Linked DNA regions of Mus musculus: all the other regions are linked to region 4. The links are chromatin contacts, called in public Hi-C and HiChIP or PLAC-seq maps. All regions are on one chromosome and are shown on one strand. Each heading gives the region's core, a stretch centred on a gene start, on an enhancer-like site or on the middle of the called end of the contact. The rest is flanking DNA. Distances are from core to core; before and after follow the strand shown. Region 1 has its middle 34 kb from the start of Gm35524. Region 2 has its middle 28 kb from the start of Cnpy1. Region 3 holds the start of Cnpy1 (canopy FGF signaling regulator 1). Region 4 holds the start of Paxip1 (PAX interacting (with transcription-activation domain) protein 1).

Region 1 (3,392 bases), core at 660-3,159, 470 kb after region 4:
TGAGTCCAATGTGGCTGCTCCAGCTAGACTAGATCAGAGAGGAAGGAACCACAGGGCTGTCACCTCACTGGCCACAGGGCAACCTAAGGGCATGGAAGGGAAGAAAGTGTCAACAATAACAGGCATCACATGTCTTGAACAGGTGGGGTCTGGGCGGAGTTAGTTACCAAAGAGAAGAATAGTTTCCTTTCCACAGGGGTTTCTGTCTCCCAAGGGTTAGGTGGCTTGCCAGTACGTTTGTTTCTCTACCACCTCCTCCAAGCTCTTCTTTCCCCTCCAGCATTCAGCTAGGCAGTAGAGATGCAAGCCAGCAGGAGCAAGGATGCAGGCATGGAGCCAGCCTGGTACCCAGCACTGCAACTGCAGGACTCTGGGGAAGGGCATGCCCAGGCCTTACCTGAGGAATGGGATGATAATTCCACATGTCTTAAACTGAGTCCCCAGGACGAAGAAGTGGTGTGGCAGAGAGGTGAGTGAGTTCTGAATAAAGAGGGTACATGCATGGGGCAACTGAGAAACAGTTGCGGGTAGATCCAGAACCTGTACAACAGGGCTGGGAAGCTACCAAGCACAGGTCAAATTAAGCTCCTCCACTTGCTCTTATAAATAAAGGTTTATTGGAACATAGGCATGCTCAAGTGTTTACAGATTTTCTTTTTATTACGTTTAGTTATCTCACTCTGGAGAGGGTATACATGTCACAGTGCATGTATGGAGAGTAGAGGACAACTTTACGAATTAGTTTTTGCCTTCCTCCATGTGGGTTTTGGGGATTAAACCCAGGTTACTGGGCTTGGTACCAAGCATGTTCATCATGTTCGACCCATGTTGTTGACCCAGTTAGGATTTTGGAGGTGGCTTTTGTGGTATAGAGAGAAAAGTCTTAATAGTGTAAAGACTGCCCAGCCTGTGGGATCTAAGCTGCCTTCTAGCTGACCCTTTACAAAGAAATGTGCAGAAAAAAACAGCACAGAGCAGCTTCAGCTCTGCCTTCCAGATCGAGGAGCACACAGCTGGGACAATGGATTCTGACGGCTGATTTGAGAGGTACTGGCATTGGTGCTGCCTCCAGACTGAGACCTTCCTGAGACCAAAGCTTTTAGGACTTCACAGCACAGTGGGCATCAGCAGGTTACCCACAGGCTGGGGTCCCACCTTACAAGCTTGTGAGACAACTCCCATAAGATACTCCTCCAGTGTTGCAGGTGTGGAACAGGGTTCCACCTGGCTTTGCTTACCAGTCTCATCAGCTTTAAGAACAGCCTGCCTCCTTGGATGCAGAATCAACATCTGCAGCATCGCTGGAGGGGAAACCAAGTCAGGACTGCATACTCAGCAAGCAGCCCCTCAGTGACAGCAATAATCAAGAGTATAGACGTGGAGCAGAATGCTGCTCCACCCTCTGCCCCAGGTGTCACCCCCTAAATGGGACAGCAAGTGTTTTCTTTCCCTTTGGATGATGATAGGCGTCCATTTCTGTTTATCTATGAGAGAGAATTAGGATTGCCTCAAGACACAGAGTGGCACTGCCTCTGGTATTTTGAGGTACCTGCTGTCTGCTTGAAGTCATCTGCATGGAGACAGGGACTCAAACCAAACCAGGAGTCATTCCCATCCAGTTCTCCTAGGTGGGCTTGCTTCAAATAGAAATGGAAGCAGCTATTGGTGAGTTTGCCACTGAGAACAATGTGGGTGAGAGAGGCAGCCCAGACAGTAAAGTGCTGGCTGTGCAAGTGTGAGAAGAAAGTGTTGAGGGGGAAAGTTGTAGGGAGAAGTGTGAAGAGAAAGTGTGAGGGGGAAGTGTGAGGGAAAGTGTGAGGAGGAAGTGTGAAGGGGAAGTATGAGAGGGAAGTGTGAGGAGGAAGTATGAGTGGGTAGTATGAGGAGGAAACGTGAAAGGGAAGTGTGAGGAGGAAGTATGATGGGGAAGTGTGAGGAGGAAGTGTGAGGGGGAAGTGTGAAGGGGAAGTGTGAGAGGGGAGTATGGGGGGAGGGGTATGAAGAAGAAGTGTGAGGGGAAGTGTGAGGGAAAATGTAAGGGGAAATGTGAGGGGAAGTGTAAGGGGAAATGTGAGGAGAAGTGTAAGGAGTGTGACCACCTGAGTTTTTAATCCCCAGAACAAAAGTGAAAAGCCTGGCACAGCAGCATGCACCTGTAATCCCAGAGGGGAGGCAGAGATAGAAGGGATCCCAGTGGGTTAATGGCCAGCTAGTCTAGCTGAACTGGTGAGCTCCAGATTCAGTGAGACACCCTGTTTCAAAAACTAAGATGGAGAGAAACTCAGAAAACAGCCAGCCTTAACCTCTGGCCTCCACAAGTATGATCCTGCATGAACATATATACACCACAAACACACACACACACAAACAAAGAAACAAATGAACTGGGGAGGGGGTGCCCATGCTGGGACCTTATATAGTTTCTAACTCCTCACCCAGATTTTGGGCTATTTGCCCACATGACCCTGTGCCCAGCCCATGCTGGGTGTGTTCTGAACTCATTGGCATCTTCAAATGCACAGAGCACCTCCAACACATGTTTAATTAAAATCCGCACCAAGGCTCTGAAACCCCACTCACACTGCACACAGCACAGGGAGAAGAGGGAAAAGGTAACAGGAGTTTTTATTCTGCCTTCTAAACCCTCCCAGTTTATGCCTCCTCTTGCCAGCCCCAAGGGCCCATGTTCTCTGCGTCAGCTGCTCCTTGCACTACCTCTCCCTCTGGAAGACTTGGAACCTGGTGCTGTAGGCTTCCTCAGGCAGCTGCCTTCATAGGCATATTCCCTCTTGGGCAGCTGGCCCTCAGCACACCCCTACAGGCAGCAGCCAGTCCCCTAGGCTGGGCCTCCTATTTGCATAGGAGCAGAAGTTTTATAAAATCAGAGTAAAGAAAGATGACCAGTACGGGGTCTGTGCGTAAGAGGGCCTGTTTGAGGTGCTAGAAGCTCTGCTTCATCTCTGGTGGGCCCTATGGGGGGCCTGGGAGGCTGCTGTAATGTGCTGGGGTGGGACAGAAAGGCCCAGCTGACCCTGAGACTGAGAGACCAACTCTGGGGAAGAGTGTAACCTACACCCTCCTCAACATCACACTTTAGCACTTCACCTCAACCTCATTCTACCCGACACTCCTTCCAGCTCCCACTGGATAGATGGCTCTCAATCTGTGAGTCATGACCACTTTGACAAACTTCCATCTCCAAAAGTGGTTGAATATAATTTGTAAAAGTAGCAAAATTACAGTTATGAAGTAGCAACCAAAATAATTTTATGGCTAGGGGTCACCACAACATGAGAAACTGTATTAAAGGGCTGCAGCATCAGAAAGGCTGCAAACCCAGGGATAGAATTCTTCTTGGAATCTGACGCTCTCTCAACCCTGTACTTATTATC
Region 2 (3,278 bases), core at 243-2,742, 450 kb after region 4:
GGGGGTGTGAGTGTGTGTGGGTGTGAGTGTACACACAAGTGCTGGTGCCCATAGAAGCAGAAGAGTGTGTTACATTTCTGGGAGCTGGAGTTACACATAGTTTTGAGCCACCTGACATAGGTGGAATTTGGGTCCCCTGTAAAAGCAGCACACACTCTTAGCCACTGAGCCATCTCTCTAGCCTCTTTCCTCTAGGTCCTAGCCTTTAAACCACTCTTGTAGAGGGGGCTTTCCCTCTCCTCAGATAGAACAGTTTGTGTGACATCTGCTGTCTCGCTCCATTGTTCAAACCTTGTCTTCTGAGACAGTGTTTCACTGACCCTGGAGCCCATGGGTTTGCCCAGACTAGCTGGCAGCAAGCCCGAGGGAGCCTCTCTGCCTTCTCAGCATAGATTACAGGCCCTGCTGCTTTAATGCGGTGCTGAGGACCTCTTGTGTATGGATAGCAAGCACTTTGCCCATCGAGCAGCTCTGGAGCCTCCAGGACTCTGTTTGATTTTATGATGCCTTCTGCTTCTCTCTCAGAAGTATTCTAGGTTTTTAGGGTTTTGTTTTGTTTTGTTTTTTAAATGTCTAGCTGAACAATTTGAATTATAAACCTCATAGTACTGTGGGATGCAGCCTGCAGCAGGGTGTCCCCCTGGCCAGGAGAACACTGTAAGGAAGGTCTAACTCAGGGAACCAACTCCTTTGAGCACATCTACCTCATTCCATCTTCAGAAAACAGACATTGCTCCTCTCTCCTTTGCTCCTCATTATCAGCTCCCCAATATTCACATGAGCACCACTCACATTCCTACTTACAAGAAGATGCTGTCTGTAAAGAATGTCCACGGCAGGTCTGAAGGCCAAGAATAAGTGGGACAGAGGCAGCCTTCTCAGGCACACAGTGTGACAGCTGACTCAGAAGCTCTGTCTCCAGGAGGCTTCCCTTGCCTGCTGCAGCCATCCTGCAAACTCAGGAAGTTCTACACAGGAAGCCCAGGGTGGAGGATGAGGGAGAAGGAAAGAGCCAGGTACCCAACAGGGCCTGACATTTTTAGTGGGCCAACAAATGAGGCTGTCTTAGGCTTGGAGTGTGCCATTCTCCAAAAAGGGGGAAGGTTTGGGCCATTTTCAGGACAGTGCGGAGTTATTGTATGTGCTCAAGAGAGGCCATGGGTGAAGTATGCAAAATCAGACAGGACAAAGCAAGGAACTGAGCATCTTTGAACAGAGAACAATATCTCGGGATCAGGGAGCTTTCTTTGAGAAGTTTGTAATTACCTGCTTCTGCTGGGGAAGCTCTTCCTCCCTTCAAATGGCCAAACGTTAGGATCTGGCTGCTCCGCACTGTCCCAATGCCCACGAGGAGGATTAAGACTCCCCACCCCCCTTTAATCCAAAGCCTCTCCCCACAGTGGTGAAGAAGGCACAAATGTTAAATTCCCTAAGTTTGGGGAGAGGGAGGAGCTTGTTAACCCTTTGAGGGGGTCTGGGAGGATGAGAAGCAGTGGGAGAAAGATCCGCCTGCTGGCTCTTCCTGGAACAGCACAAGCCCCACAGGACTGTGAGTCCTGCCCAATAAGCAGGAAATGTGACTTATCTTCCCTTCCCAGCTCTGGGATACCAAGAGCTTCCTAATCAATCAAGGTGTCATCATTGTAGCTAAAACAGAGCGCCACACCATCCACAGTTGTGCCTAGGCTGTCTCTGCTCTGAAAGGCAAATAAGAGCCTGTTTCTGGTAGCCACCCATTTATTCTCATGTGTACATGCACACATGCACATGTGCTCACACAGATTCACTTATACACATGTGCAGACATACAGATATGCATACACACACTTATACAGGTGCACACACACATGCACATACATATAATTGAGCATACACACCTAGGCACATATACATCCATATATGGACTTAGACAAGTCACTGCCTGGAACCCTTGCTCTCACTAACTCTGGTCCTCTTAATGGTCTGCCTGGTGACTTCAGACTTGCTAGCAAGAAGCTAATCAGGAAGGGAGCCTGGCTGCTGGGACCAGGGCTAAACCTGTTCCCAGCTCAGTGTACAATCCAGCTGCACTGGCCTTGAAAGAGCCCTGATGGCAGGGCCTAGGCACTTTGGAGGTCTCCTCTGTTGGATCGCAAGGGTTAGCATGGAGACTTGCAGGTGACAAGACTCTAGATCACGTGTGAATGTGCAAGGAGGTGCGCAGGGCTGTAGGCACAGTGCCAGCAAGCACTGGATACTCCTAAGCCACAGAGGACAGTGGATGAATGGAAGCTCCATCTCTTCAGGTTCTCTCGGGATGTGGACTTGTAGGTTCTTCTAGGGACGTGGGAGATGAGGAAGTCTGAGACAGCCCTAGTGATCAGGGTGCCAGGCTGACCTAAACAAAGGGATTAGAGGTAAGCTCCCTGTGTTGGTATCAGGCATCACGCAGACATAGGGTGTCCGTCCTGGTGCTGAAGAGTCAGATAGCTATGCCCATCAGGTCTTGCCCACCACCATGTTGAACATCTGGGCCATTTCAGTGGATTGAAAAGTGGATTGAAAGAGAATTTCCTGTGGCTGTTTCTGTTCCTGGTGTGACTGCACTGGAGAAGAGGGGACTGATCAGAGGAACATCTCTGTGAGGTGAGGAACTGGAGTCTGCTGCCCCCACAGCCAAGCCCCAAATAAAATCCCTATTATCTCTTGCATGGGGTGGACACTCAGGGTGGTGATAAAGAGGCTCTCCCAAGGGATAAATAACAGCACAAACTAGAAGGCAATTCTGCCATCTCCCCGCACTGCAGCCCCTTTCCTGCCAATTGATGTCCATCTTTGTTCCTGAAGATTAATGAGTGTGGAGGAGACATTTAGCTCCTATATCCCCAGACTTCATGTGGAACTCAAGTGCAGCCACTTAAACTGACCACCCATGTCTCTTCTTTCCCTGCTCTGTGAGCTCTGGATACTCTGACTCATCCTGGCATTGTCTACCACACTACTGTAGTGGTCGTGTGGCCTACTGCATGTGAAGAGAGCAGTTGTGAAGTGAGGAGCGAGGCAGGCTTTTATTTGGGTTTGAGGTTGTTTCTTTTTTCTGTTTTTTGTTTTTGCATATCCAGTGACTAGGGCATATGTCCAAGACAAATTTCCTGACTCACTGCCCTGGCTAAGGCAGGCTGCCACCTCCTGACCCACCTTACCGTGGTCAGTGAGCAGGGCCGCCCAGGACCTGGTGGTGTTGGATGAAGAGCCTCTGTACTCCTGTGCCCTTCTGCCTATGGAGTGCTGTATTTCCA
Region 3 (3,098 bases), core at 193-2,692, 420 kb after region 4:
CTATATATATATTTGTTAACGACTCTTGGCCTCCATTCGGATTTCAGCTGAGAAACCACAACCCCTGCTTCCTTAGGCAACAAGAAAGGCTCTCCATACCAGCAGAATACCCAGACAAGCAATGTGCAAATGGTGTCCATGTCCCCAGGACAGGGGACACAAGGCACCTTGCTTTTATAAAACTCCCTTCACCTTCCCCACAGATCACCGAAGCATGCCACCACCCCTGAGATGTCTCACAAGCCAAAGCACCAAGTGTTCAATGAAGACTTAAGCTGAGGGGCAGCACAGGACAGCAGGGCTGTGAGTGTACCTGACTGTGCACTGTTCATCAACCACTCAAGAGTAGCTCCAGGAAGGCAAGGGGAACCCCAACAGGCTCTTAGAAGGGGGCTTACCGCGAATTTCAAAGGTCTGAAGGCATCAGAATAAAAGAAGAACTTTTTATATTCTTTGTATATTTTGTCTCCCTTCCTCGGAGCATATCTCCTGAAATACTTCTGCTTGGTCACTGGGTCGTCCTCCAGCTGGTAATCGTTCATTCGCATACACACTTTATCCAAAAGGTCGATGAGGAACGCCTCGGACTGGGCCAGGGGAACCTACAAGAAGAACAGAACCAGCCAGGACACTTGCCCATGCCCACGCCCACGCCCACGCGGGTCCAGTGAACAAGTGAAGGGACGGCTTCCCGCAGCCGCATCATTCTTTATGCAGCTTAAAGCAGGCTTAAATTCTAGTGAGAAAATAACGTGCTTGACAGTGGACAGTAAGAGACAGAGAAATCTAGAAGCTGTACTTAAAGATAATTTTTAAAAGTTGTTGAGTAGAGGCTGAAGCACAGAAAATGGGAGGAGAGGGGGGCGTCGAGAGCGCATCAGTTCTGTGGGGAAGCCACACTTCTGCCCATCCCGCGTCGCGCTGCCCCCCTCGCCTTCCGGACTTCCCGAGGAGGCTATGCGGGGTCCACACCGAGGTTGTCAGGGGCAGCAGGGCCCGGTTGCCCCTCATCGGCCTCGGCTTGCTCTGGGAACAGCTGGCGCGCGTCCCGGGAGCCCCTCTCCCTCCAGGACCTGCCGGGGCGCGCTGGGATCCGTGCCACCACCTCCGCCCCGGGCGCGGGTCAAAGAGCACCCCGCGCCCTTGGAAACCGAGACAAAACCTTGTGCGGCGTCTAGACGGGTCAAGGTGCAGGAGGCCGGGTCCCTGCGGCTCCTTCCGGAAGGGGCGTGGAGCCGCCAAGGGCGTTCGTCCGGGCCCGCGGCTTTGCGGGCTTTCTCTCTCTCCACCCTCTGCTGATCAAAGAAGGAAGTTTGCATGACAACTGCGCTGAAAGGGGCTGCATGACAAATGAACTCGGTTTCTGCAGTGTTGATATATCCAGCTCCCTTTGTCCCCTTTCACACGCAGTGTGAACCCTTCCGGTGCCAACGACTGCGCGACATTCACTGGCGCGCTCGGGGCGCACAAAGGGTCCCGACGTTTCCCCGCCATCTGGCCGCAAAGCCGATCCGCAATTAATTTGAAAGCGCGGATGGCGGAGCCCGAGAGGAACACTCCCTGATCGCCGCCGCCCCCAGCGTCCACCAGGAACCGACCCCAGGCACGCACTTTACCCGGAGCGCAGGGACGGAGCACGAGGATCGCGCCGCACCTGCTGCGGCCCAGGTGAACCTCAGGCCACCGGGAACTCTCAAGGCTCTTGCTTCGCAAGAGCAATTAATTAAATGCGTCTGCGAACTAAAATGAGAACACTTCACAGCAGGTGTCAAGTTTTTTTTTTTTCAAATTCAGTAAACTAAAAATAAATAAATGTCTACAGTGAAAAACCTAGATTCTACAATGGCACTTTCAAATACAAATGGCATTTTTATCTGTGCTTTTCAAGCTTTATAAGTTGCAAAGAAGAAATTCACAGGTTTACTGGCACAACTGAAAATCGGATGACTCTCCGGTAAACTCGGAGAGTTTACTGGGAAAGGCGCGAGATCGCAAAGGTGAATTCTCACACGAAAGACTCAAAGCAGGTCTTTAACACAACGAGGGCTCGGATTTTCCGGGATGCCCGACTGTTGAGCATCTTTCCTTAACTGTTAACGTAAAAGTGTCAGTTTATAGTTGTCCACAAAGCAGGATTTTAAGTCACAGCGAAAGAGGGTCATTCATTTAAAAAAACCTAACAGCAACTAGGAATTTCATTCTCTCCTTCCCTCTCCCATGAAAAAAAGCAAGCAGGCTCTGTGTAGGAGTGGGGAAGGGTCTTGGGTGGGACGTCTCAGGCATAGGGAAAGGGCCCTGGGAAGACCAGTCCGGTTACCAGGTCGGAAGGTCCTCACATACTAAGCGTGTCTTCGCCTCCTTAGAAACTGTTCTGTTTTAGTTCCCTTTTCAAGTTGACCTAATACCTAGAGCTGTGTACAGAAGAATGCTGAGTCTTAGAAGTTTGTTTTAAAGTATAACCTTACACCTTTGGATAAGGAGGCAGTGTGCCCTCCTTTAGCACAAATAGTGTGTGTGTGTGTGTGTGTGTGTGTGTGTGTGTGTGTGTGTGTGTTCGCGCGCGCGCGTGAATTTCTACAGGTTTTGTTTTGCCCTTTTTTTTTTTTAAGTCTGAAGATTGACAGCTTTTGAATGGCGTTAGCTAGCTAGCCTTTTGCAGTAGTCTTTAAAATCAGGCGCAGTTGCTGCTGAGGGCTTACAGGATGCTAGATAAGCATCTCCAGAAAGGGAAAGGGCCCTCCCAACGTGATAGTGCTGAGGTCATTTTACCGAAGAATCTCCAAATTTTGATCTTAAAATCCCCAAGCACCGTGTATTGGGAAAACATTTTAAAAAGATGTTTCTCATCACAGCTCTTCATACATGTATTAACATTACATTAATATGACTGTACTCAGCTGACCCACCTTTGGTATATTTAAAGACTGTTCATAGAATAATTGACCCCCACCCCCTACCCCCGATTGTTCGGATTCTAAGAGTGCAGTACGTAGTGAGACAAGTGGAATAAGAACCAAGTCTTTCTTTGTACACAGTGAAGGTTTTGAATGGGACTTGTCAATAAAGCGACTCCCTTTGTGATCTTCCAGGAACCTCGC
Region 4 (3,155 bases), core at 596-3,095:
CACCAGGCATCAGAGGAGAACAACTTGACAGTGGTGTGCAGGCCGGAGTCAAGGAAGAGCTGAAAGCAATGCAGTCTCGAATAGTCTGCAAGCACCATCTCAGAACTGGAGCAGCCGAGGAGGTCTGTACCCACTGCATGGAAAACCGACAGTCCCCAGCCACGAGCTGGCTTCCCTGGACCAAGTAACTTTACCTTCATACACAGACTTCATCCACCGGCTTTAGCCTCGCATCACTCAGAAACATGAACACAGCAAGCCCTCCCTGGCCTCGCCTTCTCAGGTCCCAGGGCTTTCTCTTCATGACAAATTTCCAGAAACAAGTCTGACTGCGCTGTCCATCTTTTCTCTGTATTCGCAAGGACACTCAAACCTCCTCAAACTGCGCATTACTAATTCCATCTCACAGGAGCCACACTGTAACTATGCCCAGTGACCGTCAGGACTCGGGCCAAGTATACACAAATGCCTTTAATGCCTAGCACACGCACTCCACACAAACAACTTCTTGGACTCAATATCCGTTTAACACTCAACACCTCCAGCACCTCCACCTGTTGTATTTGTAGGACTCAGTATTCAAGGGCACTCTTCTACGGCACTCCGTGTACCAGGCCCGATGCCCAGACTGTACTGGGGTGCTCACCACCTGTGAGCTTCCTCAATCTGTATTACAAAACTTAAAGAATGGGTGCCCTGGCTCTAAACCTTTTAAAGAAGGCACTATTTCAGAATACAAGGGCTTACAAGGGGGATTTTTTTAAAGCACTCAGATTTCACACATAGTTGGGCAAACAGCGCAGCTCAATGTGTTCTTGGTTTTAAGTGACATTTAGTCCAAGGCCCTTATAAGAGCAAAAGTCCTAAAACGAAGAACAAGAAAGGGTAAAAGAAGAAATGTGGTGGTAGTAGTGGGGTGATCGGTACTAGAAAAAGTCAGCTACAATCACTGATCACACAACCGAAGACCCAACGGACTTTGGTTACTAGGATACAAGTATGAGTCTCTGGAAAGCCAAGCTCAGTGGCTCTTGGACAATTCCTTCCTTAGGACCCGTTTAGCTTACATTACCAGACACCGAAGGCGACACAACTGTAAGCATAGTTTAGAAAAGAAATGTTTGGGGCACTGTCCTGAAGATACCACGATCACAGCCACTGTCCTGTGGATGGATTCAGACCCACGATCACACGCACGAATCACGGTGACCGTGTAAGCAAGGGTACCTTCCATACCTACCGTACAATCCACCCTAAGGGAAAAATCAGGGGCCGGGAGGACAGGCCCCTTGGCAAGGGACACGCTCAGCAGGGCCCCGGCAAGATGCTCGGCCGGCCGCTGCGCTAGGTCGGTGCTCGCGAGGCCCTTCCCGCGGCCCTTCGCTGCCCGGCGTGCCCCGCGGCTCCGGCCTGGGGTCCTGCAGGGCGCGCGCGCGACGAGGCGGGGGCGTGCGGGGGGAATGGCCCGGCAGAGGGGCCCCGCGCGGGCGGTACCTGCGGGTCGATGTCGCCCACCGCGTAGTACTTGACCTCGCGGAATAGCTCCTCTGGAACTTCGGGCGCCGGCTCCGACATGATCGCGGCGGCGCGGCGGCGCCCGGCCCCGCGTCACCCGGCCCGCCGCGCCCAGCGTCGTAGCTCTGCCTACTGCCCGGCGGCACAGCCCGGCCCGCAGCCGCAGCTGCACTCGGACCCGCGCCCCCGCCCGTCCGAGGCCCGGAGCGCGGGAGCCGTGCGCGCCCTGAGGCACGTACCACCACACCAGCTCGGCAGGGGAGTATGTGGGACCCTCCCGCCTTGCGCGCCGCACAGCGCTCCTTACACCACCGCTTCGGGCATCAGTGCTGATGGTCTACAATAGTTCGTACGGCACATGGCAGCCTTGTCCCGGCCGAGTTTTCACGACCGAGAACCGAGGACACAGAGAGACTATTTCCCTCACATGGCCGCAGTGGACTAGCCAGGGGGCGGGTCCTGGGCGGGACTCCCGTCACCCCGTGCGGCCACCTGACAGCGCATGCGCCAAGGAGGCGGAGCCTCGGCACGGAAGGGGACCTGAACAATCCAGCGTTCGCTCTTCAGCTGTCGCCAGCGCTGCTGTTGGACAGCACGCGATCCGGCCCAGAGTCAGGCAGACCCTGGCTAATGGTTACTTTCCTTCGTCTGCCCCTTCCGCATCTACTGAGGTAGTTGGCGGGGAACTGATCTTCGATGAGGCAGGTTAAGAGCAAAGTAGGAGCCGGCGACATAGCTCAGCAGGCAGACATCTGCCGCCAATCTGAGTTCGATCCCTGGGACACACGTGATGGCAAGCAAGAACCGGCTCCAGCAAGTTGTTCTCTGGCCTCCACAAGCACACTGTTGCGCACACACGTACACACATTACACACACACTCTCTAAATAAATGTACATTTTTCTACGTGTATTGGAGTTTTCCCTGCATGTATGTATCTGCACCCTGTGAGTGTCTGGTGCCCACAACAGTCAGAAGGTGGCTTCAGGATCCCCTGGAACTGAAGTTACACGACACGTGGGTGTTGGGAACCAAATTTGGAGATGCTGCAAGAGAACCAAGTGTTCTGAACTGCTGAGCCGTCCAACCCTCGGTCAACATAGTTTTTAAAGGTAAACAGCAAAATCTATAAAAATTATCTTAGCAGATAATTATATTAAATATGGATGTGTAAAGTTACAGGAAACAATGACAAGCTGAAACTGCTGTGGGGCGCTCGCAGAATGACAAGTCCCGCAACTCGTGATACTGCTCTTTAATCAAGTTTTGTGTTTTCTGTGACCTTCATGCAGATAGAGTGTTGTTCTTTTTTTTTTTTAAGATGTATTTATTATTATAATATGTACGTACACTGTAGACACATCAGAAGAGGGCATCAGATCTCATTACTGATGGTTGTGAGCCACCTTGTACCTTGTGGTTTCTGGGATTTGAACTCGGCCTTTGGAAGAGCAGTCAGTGCTCTTAACCGCTGAGCCATCTCCCCAGCGCCCCCCCCTCCCCCCCGGGTGTTGATGTTCTTATAGTCTCAAACGAACTCAGAGCAGAGCCATTTTGTTTTACAGCGATCAGAAAATAAGCACCCTGTTTAAGTTGGATAAACTGAGTTCAGTTAGGTTAAAAACAAATGGCTTGGCAATT

What was found. A called contact is a pair of places that touch in the nucleus more often than the background predicts. HiChIP or PLAC-seq counts read pairs in DNA pulled down with a chosen protein or histone mark.
Region 1: a contact with region 4 is called in an H3K4me3 HiChIP or PLAC-seq map of bone marrow-derived macrophages, with 2.9 times the contacts expected there. The contact joins the enhancer-like site here to the promoter of Paxip1 in region 4. A contact is called at or near these places in 1 of 39 promoter capture datasets (cranial neural crest), 2 of 484 Hi-C or Micro-C datasets (B cells and CD8 T cells) and 7 of 115 datasets of contacts at active chromatin or transcription factors (bone marrow-derived macrophages, embryonic forebrain, embryonic limb bud and 4 more).
Region 2: a Hi-C map of cerebellum shows a contact between it and region 4, with 2.1 times the contacts expected there. The contact joins the enhancer-like site here to the promoter of Paxip1 in region 4. A contact is called at or near these places in 5 of 39 promoter capture datasets (the 3T3-L1 cell line, HPC-7-derived erythroid cells, cranial neural crest and 1 more), 2 of 484 Hi-C or Micro-C datasets (cerebellar granule neurons and cerebellum) and 3 of 115 datasets of contacts at active chromatin or transcription factors (embryonic stem cells and stem cell-derived neural progenitor cells).
Region 3: a contact with region 4 is called in an H3K4me3 HiChIP or PLAC-seq map of embryonic stem cells, with 14 times the contacts expected there. The contact joins the promoter of Cnpy1 here to the promoter of Paxip1 in region 4. A contact is called at or near these places in 3 of 39 promoter capture datasets (cranial neural crest, neural stem cells and second pharyngeal arch cranial neural crest), 6 of 484 Hi-C or Micro-C datasets (all in embryonic stem cells) and 6 of 115 datasets of contacts at active chromatin or transcription factors (embryonic stem cells, large pre-B cells and stem cell-derived neural progenitor cells).

Annotation. Positions count from the first base shown.
Region 1 is chr5:28,257,687-28,261,078 of GRCm38.p6, forward strand. No RefSeq gene overlaps it. Among named protein-coding and RNA genes, the nearest start is that of Gm35524, 34 kb to the right of the region's middle. Within about 2 kb of position 1,910, at least 23 of the 459 cell types and tissues checked have an H3K27ac peak or open chromatin away from gene starts, as enhancers often do. A contact at or near this core is called in bone marrow-derived macrophages and memory CD8 T cells, where this site is marked.
Region 2 is chr5:28,236,914-28,240,191 of GRCm38.p6, forward strand. It overlaps a transcript of Cnpy1 not described here. Among named protein-coding and RNA genes, the nearest start is that of Cnpy1, 28 kb to the left of the region's middle. Within about 2 kb of position 1,493, at least 19 of the 459 cell types and tissues checked have an H3K27ac peak or open chromatin away from gene starts, as enhancers often do. A contact at or near this core is called in cerebellar granule neurons and cerebellum, where this site is marked.
Region 3 is chr5:28,208,726-28,211,823 of GRCm38.p6, forward strand. It overlaps Cnpy1 (canopy FGF signaling regulator 1), which reads right to left and starts at 1,443. Exons shown (of 3, transcript NM_001310511.1): 1 at 399-1,443. The coding sequence starts at 548.
Region 4 is chr5:27,789,705-27,792,859 of GRCm38.p6, forward strand. Paxip1 (PAX interacting (with transcription-activation domain) protein 1) reads right to left here and starts at 1,846. Exons shown (of 21, transcript NM_018878.3): 1 at 1,495-1,846. The coding sequence starts at 1,575.